2 separate regions of the Rattus norvegicus genome follow, and region 1 is linked to region 2. The links are chromatin contacts, called in public Hi-C maps. All regions are on one chromosome and are shown on one strand. Each heading gives the region's core, a stretch centred on a gene start, on an enhancer-like site or on the middle of the called end of the contact. The rest is flanking DNA. Distances are from core to core; before and after follow the strand shown. Region 1 overlaps LOC102546462 (a long non-coding RNA gene). Region 2 holds the start of Serp2 (stress-associated endoplasmic reticulum protein family member 2).

Region 1 (5,057 bases), core at 1,915-4,414, 160 kb before region 2:
TTTTGAAAGCAGTGGAATCCTTTAAGTGGGGCTTAATGAGTTATCCTAGTAGGACTATGGGAAAGTTTGTTGCTGAGAGTGATTTGAACTATGCAGACCTGGCCTGAGGGGTTTCAAAGGAGAAGAATGTTAGTATGTGGCCTAGAGATCTTGTGATATTTTTGTGAAGAGCGTGGCTACTTTTTGCCCTTGTCTGAAGAATCTGCCTGAGGCTAAGGTGAAGAGAAGGAAGTCTCAGAAAATCCAGTATAGACTTAGTTCTCTGGTTAAGTCTCATGAAGAGCATTTTTGAACAAGCATAGCAAGCTTACAAAGGGGTGGTGACCTTGGGGCAAGATCTCACCCAGCTAAGTGTAGGTCCAGGCATGGTGGTTAGTTCAAAGTTAATCTACAGAGCAAGGTTCAGGACAGTCAAGTTTAGGCACTAAAGGAGTTGGAAAACAGAAAGCTGGTGATAATATAATAGAGCAAAGGGGTCATGCTCCAGTTCCAGCAAGCAGCAGTACTCGGCAGCTTCAGCCATGTGGCTCTGGCTTTAGAGTCAAAGCAAGAAGGGACTACTGGGACAATTGATGCTGGTTAACTGGAGCTAAGAAATTAGCGGTGATTAAGAAAAGACCAGCATCACTGAAATGAAATCTCCTGGAAAGTGTTTTCTGAGAGCACAAAGAAGCTGTGTTCCAGAGATAGCCAAGGTTGTACCTCATGCTGCAGCCGGACTTGGTAATGTAGAAGTCACATTAAGAGGTCATGGAGAGCAGCTGAGGCTTTGGCACTGTGAGAGGGCAAGAAATGCAACTGGTGAAGGTGCACCCTCAGCTGCAGTTGATAGCCCAGGACTTAAGGGATCATACAAAGAAGCTGAGACTTGGCACCATGAAAGGAGCCTGTGAGAGGCTATTGGTGAAGCCCAGTCGCAGCAGAAGACCCCAGGGTATTGGAGATGTGAGTACCATGGGATGACCACCAAGAACAGCAGCAGCAGCAGTGGAGTGAATTCAACCAGAGCCTAGAGTACTACAGAGGGCAGAGCTGAAGATGGGACCCATGTCCTTTGGAGGAGCCCAGAAGATTGTGTGTGGATCCCAGACATTGGAACAAAAAGCTGTGAAGGTAAAGTTGCTCTAGATACCTCAAGATGTTAGAGACGTCAGAGCCATGGAACACCTTGCCAATGAAAGCTGCTAACGGAGTGGAAACAGCCCAAAAGAATGAAGTTTAGTGCTGCTGAGTGCCAACAGCAGTCAACAAGGGTGAAAGGAGTTGGAGATGTGAAGAGTGCTTTGACATCAGACATGGAGACAAGGAGTTTGGAGTTTGTCCAGCTGGTTCACTTTGGTCCAGTATTTTTAACTTTATATAGGATTATAGTTAAGAGACTGCATGAATCTCAGAAGAGACTTTGAACTTTGATTTTTAACATTGTCGAGGCTGTTATAGACTATGGGATTTTTGAAGTTGGATTAAATGTTATTTATAAATTGTTATTTTGCTATGGCTAGGTATGGCTCCCATAGACTCATGTGTTTGAACAAGCCTATGGGGGCCAGGGAGTGGAATGTGGTGGTTTGAATATGCCTAACTCAGGGAGTGGCACTATTAGGAGGTGTGGTCTTGTTAGAGTAGGTGTAGCCTTGTTGGAGTAAGTGTGTCACAGTGGGGGTGAACATTGAGACTCCCCTCCTAGCCTGGTGGGAGCCAGTCTTCTCCTGTTTACCTTGGGAGCAAGATGTAAAACTCTTAGCTCCTCCTACACCATGCCTGCCTGGAGGCTGCCATACTCTTGCCTTGATAATCGACTAAACCTCTGAACCTATAACCCACCCCCAATTAAATGTTGTCCTCATAAAAACTGTCTTGGTCACGGTGTCTGTTCACAACAGTAAAATCCTAAGACACCCACTTAGATACTCACTAATGGCAGGGAAAACTAAGCTGGCCTACACTGAGGGATTGAGGGAAGTCTTCTTAGATAAGATATTTAAACTAGGCAAAGCAAAGAGGGTGGCAGAAGAGAAATGTTTCTGAAAATAGTGTATGTAACATTCTCAGTACAGAGTTAAAGGTGTGGATTCTAGAAACTCACAGAAGTCATAGGAGACATTGTGAGCAAAATCAAAACCAAATCAAAGATTGCTCAATTTAGAGAGGTTTTGATTTTGCTCACAATGTCTCCTTCCCCTCCTGTGTGTCTTCCCCAGCTCATTAAATCCAGTTCTGCCCTAACGGGAACCCTGGCGTGATGGGCACCTCCAAATTTGGAGGCTGCTTGCAAGTGGCTGGATCACAGCTGACGTGAGTGGGTAGTTACCCTACCTAAGAGCACAGCCAAATATTCTTTCATGAATGCCAAAGTCACTGTCTCAAGGAACATTTCTCCCGCAACCAGGCCTGGTCACTCTACTCTGTTTTCTAAAACCCTATACTTTCACTAAGCTTCTGAATATTATCCTTCGGAATGGTATGTACCAGAGCTCTGGACAGCATGGCTCTGACTGGGCGAAGAGCGTTGGTGTTGTTACTGCTATGCCTCATGCCATGGTGTATGGCACTTCCAATATGATCAGAAAATATTCAGTGAGAGAATGAATGGCCAACTGATCATATACCAAACATTAAAGAGTTGGCCAGGTCGTGACCATACAATATAAAATCCTGAAAGACTAATAACTCTAATCAGGAGATGTTAGGACTGATGTGGGTGTGCAAATCTTAGGACTGGGATGTGTGTGCAAAGGTGTGGTGCTGGATCTTGTGCTCATGAACTTCATCTCACCGTCACCTGAAGTGTGGGAAACCCCTCCAGGTCATGAAGGCACACTGCAGCAACTCTTTCTTACCTTACCCAAGTAGACAAAAACAAAACGGAAACAAAAGAAAAAACCACCACCAACAAATCCCTCACACTTCACTAGCAGGTTCACACTTCACTAGCGGGTTCACACTTCTCTGAAAGCTACACAGTGCACACTGTTTGTGCTCTTAAGCCCTGAGTGCCGAGAGGACTGGTCTCTACCACCAGGTTTACATTCTTTGGTGTTCTTCTGGAACAACCCCCAAGCTCTTCCTTCAGTTAATTTTTAGACACCACATCAGTCGGAGCTGTGGTGCAGCACTGGAGGTCTCCTGCCAAACACTGAATTCATGAGTCAGCACCTTTAACCTTTTAGTAGTTAAGTAACCCCTGCATAGTGTGGCATTAGAGCCAGGTCAGAAGCTGGGGCTTCATGGGAATGTCTGGCGGTGCCTTTGCAAGCTTGTTAATGATCTTCCATTTTCAGCTCAGTTACTCCCACCTTCTCCTAACAGATAAGAGAGATGTGGAAGGTTCCATGGCCCTGTCTGAATCCAACTCCCACACCCGAGGCAGGCACTGAGCCAGAATTCTGTGACCGGGTATCACTGCAAATCCATGAAAGGAAATTTCAAAAGAGCTGTGTTTTAAAATCCCATATCAGAGCCAAGGTCAACAGTCTGGGACCCAACTGGTGGCACTCCAACTTGGGTTAGGCAAAGCAAACAGCTGGGTAAGCTGGCTGAAGCTAGGGCATCCATGGAGAAGGGAGTTCAAAGACTATGTTAGAGTTGAGTCTCCTTGGTTCTTGTTGCCTGCTGCCAATGAGGCTGCTGCTGAGAGGCCCTAGATGCTTTGAAAGGGAAATACTGTAATGGGCGCTGGGGTAGGGAGCTCCTGCAGAAGGATTCAGTTCAAATTGGGCAAGAAAAACAAAAGCTTTCACCTTTACATCAAAGACAGCGAGTGTGCTCTTACCTAAGCAAACGGAAGGTGTTGGCATATGTCACAGAGGCCCAAGCAGGGGACAGATGCCTTTGAGTAGCCACTGCCAGCCCCAGCATGGAGAAGAGAAATCACCAGCAACAGTCACCCTGTGAGCTCTATTTCCTGAATCCTTCTTCCATTCAGGACAGGCAGGCAGCCTCTCCCATTGCAAAAAGACCACTGACCCCACCAGGCATGACCTAGAAAAACCATTCACGTGTCTACTTTTATCCCTGTAACGTATGCTGCGGCTTTCGTATGTCTCGTATGTCTAAGGCCACCATCAAGCAATGAATTCTTGGTGCCAGCTCATCATTAAGGGATGAAGTGAAAGAGGGGAATGTGGTCTTCCAGGGAGGGTCTTGGTGACAAAAAGGGCACTTCCTGGAGGGGGAAGGGCTGGGTAAAAGAAACAAGCACGGTCCTGGATATCTGCACGTTCCCATTTTGCTGGACCTGAGGCAAAAGTGTTTGAAGCTTGGACTGAGAATATGTGTGCTATTTTTCCCCATCATTTGTAGTCGGTCCACTTAGAGTGAGGGCACAGCTCAGTCCTTGCAGCTCGCTGATCACCCCTGATCCATTCAGTTTAACCTCAAAGAAAAACATGGACTTAAAAGTAGCAAAACTCAGGCTTCTGAGACCCTTAAGCAGATTGGGTTCTGGGTCCTCTGGGAAGGTTCTGCACTGGCAAGTCGCTAAATGTTACCACTGCCCAAACCTCAGTGAGAAACTCCATGATCAATTACCTCCAGCATGCCAGGGGCTAGCACTGGCACCATTTCCCCAGTCCTTTTCCAAACTCATCTTCTCTCATGCTCAGTCCAGTCATGACCTCTGGAGCTCAGATGGTTCGCAGGAACTCAAAGATTTATCATGTGAGTGAGTCAGCCTCCTTCAGACTTTGAGGTTTCCTCCGTGTCTTTAAGGTTAAATCTATTCTCTTGGGCTTAGCACCCAGAGCCCTGGATGAGCGTCCCCGGTTGCCCCTCCTTGTGCACCTCCCTCCCCCAGTGCAGGCTTGCGTCTCTGTGCTTCTTTCTGTGGCTCTCACAGCTCTGATTCGCCCTGAGTGACCACAGCTTTTCTCCTGAGTCCTTCCTTCCCTTCCCTCTCACACAAGCTTTCCTGGGCCCACAGTGAGACAACCTGGCCCCTCTGAAACTCTTTCTCTCCGGTCCTCAGTGCTGTTTTCTGTCTTGACGTGTGTTCATTCTCAGTGGAGGATAGCTCGCTCCCCCAAGTGAGCCAAAAATGGTTCTTGGCAAACAGGGGT
Region 2 (5,608 bases), core at 2,770-5,269:
GCCCCAGACCTAACAGCACCTGGGTTACACCAGCTTCTGGCTTAATAGAGGCTGGAGGCGGAGTAGGGGAAGAAGAGCACCCATGAAAAGAGGGAACAACTTTCCATGGTCAATAACGAGGCTCCTTGGGCAATAAGCAGAAATGAGATCAGTTACGGTGCTGGACTAACTCAACAGGCCAAAGGCAGGGGTGGGGGAGGGGTAAAAAGGGACGGGAAGGTCACACAACAGGACGTTTTCTCATTCCAGAACCAAGACCAGGAACTCCCCTGACAGAAATTATATTAATTTCACTAGCAAGAACCTAATTCCACAGTATGGTAATAGAGCAAAGCCCAACGTGCTTCCCCTGCTCTTTCATGGTCAGCAGGACTTTCTGACAAGTGAGAAAGGGGGCTACTTCAACACTGGCAAAGCAAGTCTGGAGTGAACACCAAACCAGTGGCCCCTAATTCAACTCGGCTCTCATATGGACACCATAAACCTGGAGGTAGCCTTCAACCCCACAGGTTAAGGCCTCAGTCCCCAAGCCTGCCCTGCTTCAGATGCCAGTCCCAGTCAGTCCATCATACATCTAAGCAACAGGGCTGTAGATGTAAAGACTGAGGCTCCCACGGTTCCCTGCAGTCTGACTAATGTGATGGTTCATTTGGATTATGAGCCTGACATGGTCTAGATTATCTAGAAGGCAAACCTCTGGAAGACTGAGAGACTTTCTAGATTGGGTTAACTGAAGTGGTAAAATCCATCATCCTAACTGTGGGCACCACCGTTCCACTGGCTGTGATTCCAGACACAGAAGGAGGAGAAACTCCACAGAAGTAGCATAGCTTGTTGCTTCCTTCCCAGATGCTGTGACCATCTTCCTCAAGCGCCTGATGCCAGGATAGCTGGCCATGATGACTTACTCTTTAACTGTGAGCCCAGACAAACCCTTCTTCCTGACTTTGCTTCTGTCGGTTATTTGGTTGTAGCAATGAGAAGAGTAACTAACACAAGCAGTTCCCTAGAACATTTCAGAGAGCTCAGGAAAACACGGAGCATGTTATAAAGGTTTACAAAGCAGCAGATGAAAGAGAAGCAAAGGTCAGGGTAAGGGAGCAGGCCGGTTTCACCATCTGTGAGCCTACCATGCTTGGCCACCCAGGGACTCGCTCAATGAAATATTTTAAGGATTCTATTAAATCTTTATTACTCTGATGTGGTTGGTTGCATCATTGGTTTGGTAATCAACTCAACTTGTGGCCATTCTTCCTTCTCTGGGGGTTTGGAACAGGAACAAAAGTCCCAACTCAAGTCATGCTTTGGTCTTTCTAGTGACCATTCTCCATCTATAAGCTACTCAGGACCCCTTCAACCCGAGTGCTGTTTAGCAAACAAAAGGCATTCAGGTTAATATAGAGATTTCAAGGTTGGAGAAGCTTGCCAGGAAGGAAGTACAGTTACAATAATGATATACTCCCCAATATCACATAGTTATACCTGCAAAGGTGCATAAAATTACATGCACAGAGATGCTTTACTGGGGGTTGTTCAACCAATAAAGATATTATTGTTCAACGAAGGGTGTTGGTAACCACCTACCAATGGCACTGTCCGATATATCACTATATATTCATATTGTGGGGGCAAGTGTAAAACAGGGGTTACTGTATAGAGTTACAACAGAGCTCTTGATACATTAAGCACGGAGACAGCAAGGTGACAGAAAGGCATCACTCCATTTGCCTTGGTAGTTTTGTTTTCCTTGTAAAGTAGGGTCTTCATATATAGCCTAGGCTGGCCTTAAACAGAGACTCCCCTGTGTCAGCCTCTGGAATGTGGGAATAGATCTTCATTGCCACACTCTGCTTCTATTTGAACTTTTGAAGGGAGTCTAAAAATGGGCAGGCTGATGACAGATAGGTGGGTAGGTACATAGATAGATAGATAGATAGATAGATAGATAGATAGATAGATAGATAGATAGATAGATAGATATAGATGCTAGATAGATGACTAATTGAATACTAGGAAAGCAACTTGGAAAATGCGGGAATAGAGGGTTTTTCCCTGGACTTTTCACTGTGAACAGGTCCTCTATTTAATTAAAACTAATTTAAAATGTCATAAAGTAAAAATTAAAGGCATAAGATTGTTCCCTAACAAACAAAACAAAGAACAAGAAATAATAAATTTCCCTCAATAAGGTTGCCTCTGTGGAGCTAGGAATACTGCTTGAAGTCTCAAAGTAGAAACAGCCTTTCAACCTCACTACTCTGAATGTCCCCCTGAGCCTGGTCTCTCGTCAGCTTCAGTGAGAATTGGCCCTTACTCTGCCTAGTTACTGAAGTAACTGAGGGACAGACAGAAGCACCCATGGGTCTTATATAATAGCCCTTCTCAGGAGGTAGAGATGCCCAAACACTTCCCCTACATAAAAGTCAGTGGTCCTTAAAAACAGGGACCAGAGAAGTCTCAAATGGTCCTGTGATGTTGGTGGCTGTTCATAATGTTTATGAAGCCAGTAGTTGGTCATTCAAGTGAAAAGATTTCTAACCAGTTGATAGAAGGGTGTATGGGCTGGTTTTGTCTGACTTGACCCAAGCTAGCGTCTTCAGAGTGGAAGGTTCATCAGCTGAGAAATGTCTATGAGATCCAACTGTAAGGCGTTCCCTTAAGTATGGAATGAAGGGGAAGGGCCCAGCCCATGGTGGGTGGTGCCGTCCCTGAGCTGGTGGTCCTAGAGTCTATGAGAAAGCAGGCTGAGCAAGCCAGAAAAAGTAACCAGTCAGCAGCACCCTCCATGGCCTCTGCATCAGCTCCTGCCTCCAGGTTCCTGCCCCCAGGTTCCTGACTCCAAGTTCCTGCCCTGTTTGAGTTTCATCCCAACAACAGAAACCCAAACTAAGACAAATGGTATCAAAAGAGCTCTTCCTAGCTTCCTACCACATAAATTCTGCCCATACCAGAGCCCATTGAAACAGCCTCCAGATGTTTGGAGGATGCTGGAAGATAGGATGAGAGATGTCTCAGCCATATCTGGTCTACACAGCTCTCGTTCCTCGCTCTGTAGTGTTATTTTGTGTTGCCCTAACCCTGGATCACCTCTTCCCGCTTCCCCAGATTTTCCTCCTCCTGGGCTCCAAGGAGCCTGTTTGCTATGGAAAGATGAGCAGTTAAGCTCCTCCTTTACTAGCTACAGCTTGGTGTCAGCATCTGGAGATTCAAACATTGGTTTTGTCCTTTTACTGAATAGCAAATCCCAGTACTTGTCTGGGAGACCACACACAGTAGCTGAGAAGGTCCAAGATGCCCCAAGGCAGTGGTGGTGGTGGTGGTGCTGGTGGTGGGAGTTCAAGCTTGGTCAACACTTTGGCTATGGGTAGTGACCATCAAAATCTTCCTGTGCCGTAGGCTTACTATCTCTTCGCCCTTTATGGTCCACTCAGTTGTTTCGCGGTCAATCTACTAGTGTGATGCCCACCACTACCAAGGTGAGAAGGCCTGGTCCAACTCGACCCTGAGGCTTTCCGGCTCCTCTTCCTATGTCACAAAGGGTCTCTTCGCACAACCCTGTAGAAAGTGCCAAAGTGGGGTTTCCTCAGACACCTAAAGGGCAGGTTCCTTCAGGGTGTTTCCCAACAGTACTACCCAAACCTGGTCAGGCTCAATTTGCTTTCTGAGGCTCAGCGCTCACTACCTAGGGTCTAGCCTTCAGCTTGAAGCACCAGTGCCCCAATCCCTGCCTGGCCCGAGGTGGTCATGAAACAGTCAGAGGTCACCAGGCTGGGTGCGGCTGCGTCCCCACCCCCCACGCACGCACAAACGCCCGGTCGCCCGAACCCTATGCCCCGCAGCGTTCGATCTCAGGACCCGGACACCCTGGGCCACGGTGCCCTTGGCTCGGCGCGCGGCGCTGTAGCAGCGCCCGCCTCCCGCTTCCCGCCTCCTGCCTCGGTGGCCGCGTAGGGTAGGTAGCTGGGGGGACCGGAAGGATGGCGAGGAAGTCGGAGAGGGTTTCCTGAGATGAGAGATTACTTCCGTCCGCGCGCTGGCCTCTCTCTGGAGCCGGCTGGCTGGGGCTCGGGGAGCGGGGTGTGCGGGGCTCGGCCGCGCCTTGCCACCTGCAGCGCCCGGGCAAGCCGCGGGGCCTTGCGGCTACGGCTCATCCCGGCCATCCTTGCAGGTGGGAGTCGAGAGCATCTCCAAGCGCCCAAGCCATGGTGGCCAAACAGCGGATCCGGATGGCTAACGAGAAGCACAGCAAAAACATCACCCAGAGGGGAAACGTAGCCAAAACCTTGGTAAGGCGGGGGCGGCGCCGGCCGGGCCGAGCTGGCAGGACCCGCGGGGCGGAGCGGGGCGGAGCGGGCGGGCCACGGGCTCCGAGCCAGGCCTCCCAGCCCCTCCTCCGGGGTCCCGCAGGCTGGGGGACCCAGCCGGGCTCTGGGGGCGCAGACTGCTCTGCTTTCTCATGGGCGGAGAGGGCTCTGGTTGGTGGAGCCTCTCCAGAAGAGAATGAGCCATCGTCCTTGAAAAAGGCTAAAAGCTGCATCTTAAGGGGCCAATGAAACCAACTGGGCTAAAAGCCTAGTAGGTGAATGAATGAATGAATGAATGAATGAATGAATGAATGAGGGAACGAACGAATGATAGAATGCCACTTATCCCCAGTTCTAGACTCCGCCCCTGGACCCTCCCTACCCCCATGCTAAGGTTTTCTTTCCACCTTTTTTTGTCTCTTCTCCCTGTATGTACATACTGAAAGGATTTAAAGTAGGGCGTGAGTTTCCGAGCTACATTTCGCTCCACCCTCCTCTTTCTCTTCGTTACTGCCTATCGTTCACCCTATAGATTCTGGCTCATTATGATGCTGTAACTGTAGAGACCATCTTATTGCCCGGGGTTCTTTGCTTCCAGACTGTGTATTAAAGCTTTACCCCTGGAATCTTAAGTAAGCTATGTACCGTAAGTGCAGAGGTTTCCTTAAGGAAACCAGGTTGTCTGTTACAGAAAACGTCAGGCCTGTGACTTTGAACCATCCAAGGCTTGAGTGGGTTGCATCGGATTCGAAGAACTGGTTTGCAAAGGCGCCTGGAATCTATTATCCCCTAAGATTAAGGGGAAGTCCAGCCGAAGCTTGGGGTTTGTCTGGAAACGCAGACTTGATGAGGCAATGCCTTTTAGCAAAGACATTATGTTGGTTTGATTAACTGAGGGAAAAGCTGGATATGTAGTCATCACACCGGAATCCTTGTTAAACCAAGCAGAATTGTGGCAGAGAAGCCATGACGTCAAACTCCACTCAGAGCTTTATACACAGTTCCAGGCTTAAGTAACCCTTAAAATTCCTTCTTTGGGGAACTAGAGCATTTAGCTGAGATTAGAGGAGACAAAATGCCAAGGCACCATAGAATGGGAACCACATTTTTCGCAGGGTTCTGTTTCCCCCATGAGGTTTTACTGGGTGGGGGTGGGGCGCCACTGCCCAAGTTGACATTAAAGGCAATTATTTTATGCTCCTAGCAGTTCATTTCTTCCTTCTCAAGGTGGCAGACCCATCTGCTGACATAGTGGAAATAAGTAGACGTGGTTCTTCCTAATGAGTGAAGGAAACCGAGTTCAG

What was found. Hi-C and Micro-C count contacts between places; a contact is called where the count stands out from the background.
Region 1: a Hi-C map of liver shows a contact between it and region 2, with 2.0 times the contacts expected there. The contact joins the enhancer-like site here to the promoter of Serp2 in region 2. A contact is called at or near these places in 4 of 12 Hi-C or Micro-C datasets (hepatocytes, kidney and liver).

The regions. Positions count from the first base shown.
Region 1 is chr15:58,474,593-58,479,649 of GRCr8, reverse strand. All of the region lies in intron 1 of LOC102546462 (a long non-coding RNA gene), which reads right to left. Among named protein-coding and RNA genes, the nearest start is that of Serp2, 160 kb to the right of the region's middle. Within about 2 kb of position 3,164, at least 7 of the 93 cell types and tissues checked have an H3K27ac peak or open chromatin away from gene starts, as enhancers often do. A contact at or near this core is called in hepatocytes, kidney and liver, where this site is marked.
Region 2 is chr15:58,311,635-58,317,242 of GRCr8, reverse strand. It overlaps Serp2 (stress-associated endoplasmic reticulum protein family member 2), which reads left to right and starts at 4,019. Exons shown (of 3, transcript NM_001394792.1): 1 at 4,019-4,286. The coding sequence starts at 4,203. It overlaps LOC120097114 (a long non-coding RNA gene), which reads right to left and starts at 3,793. Exons shown (of 2, transcript XR_005494361.2): 1 at 3,683-3,793; 2 at 3,214-3,555.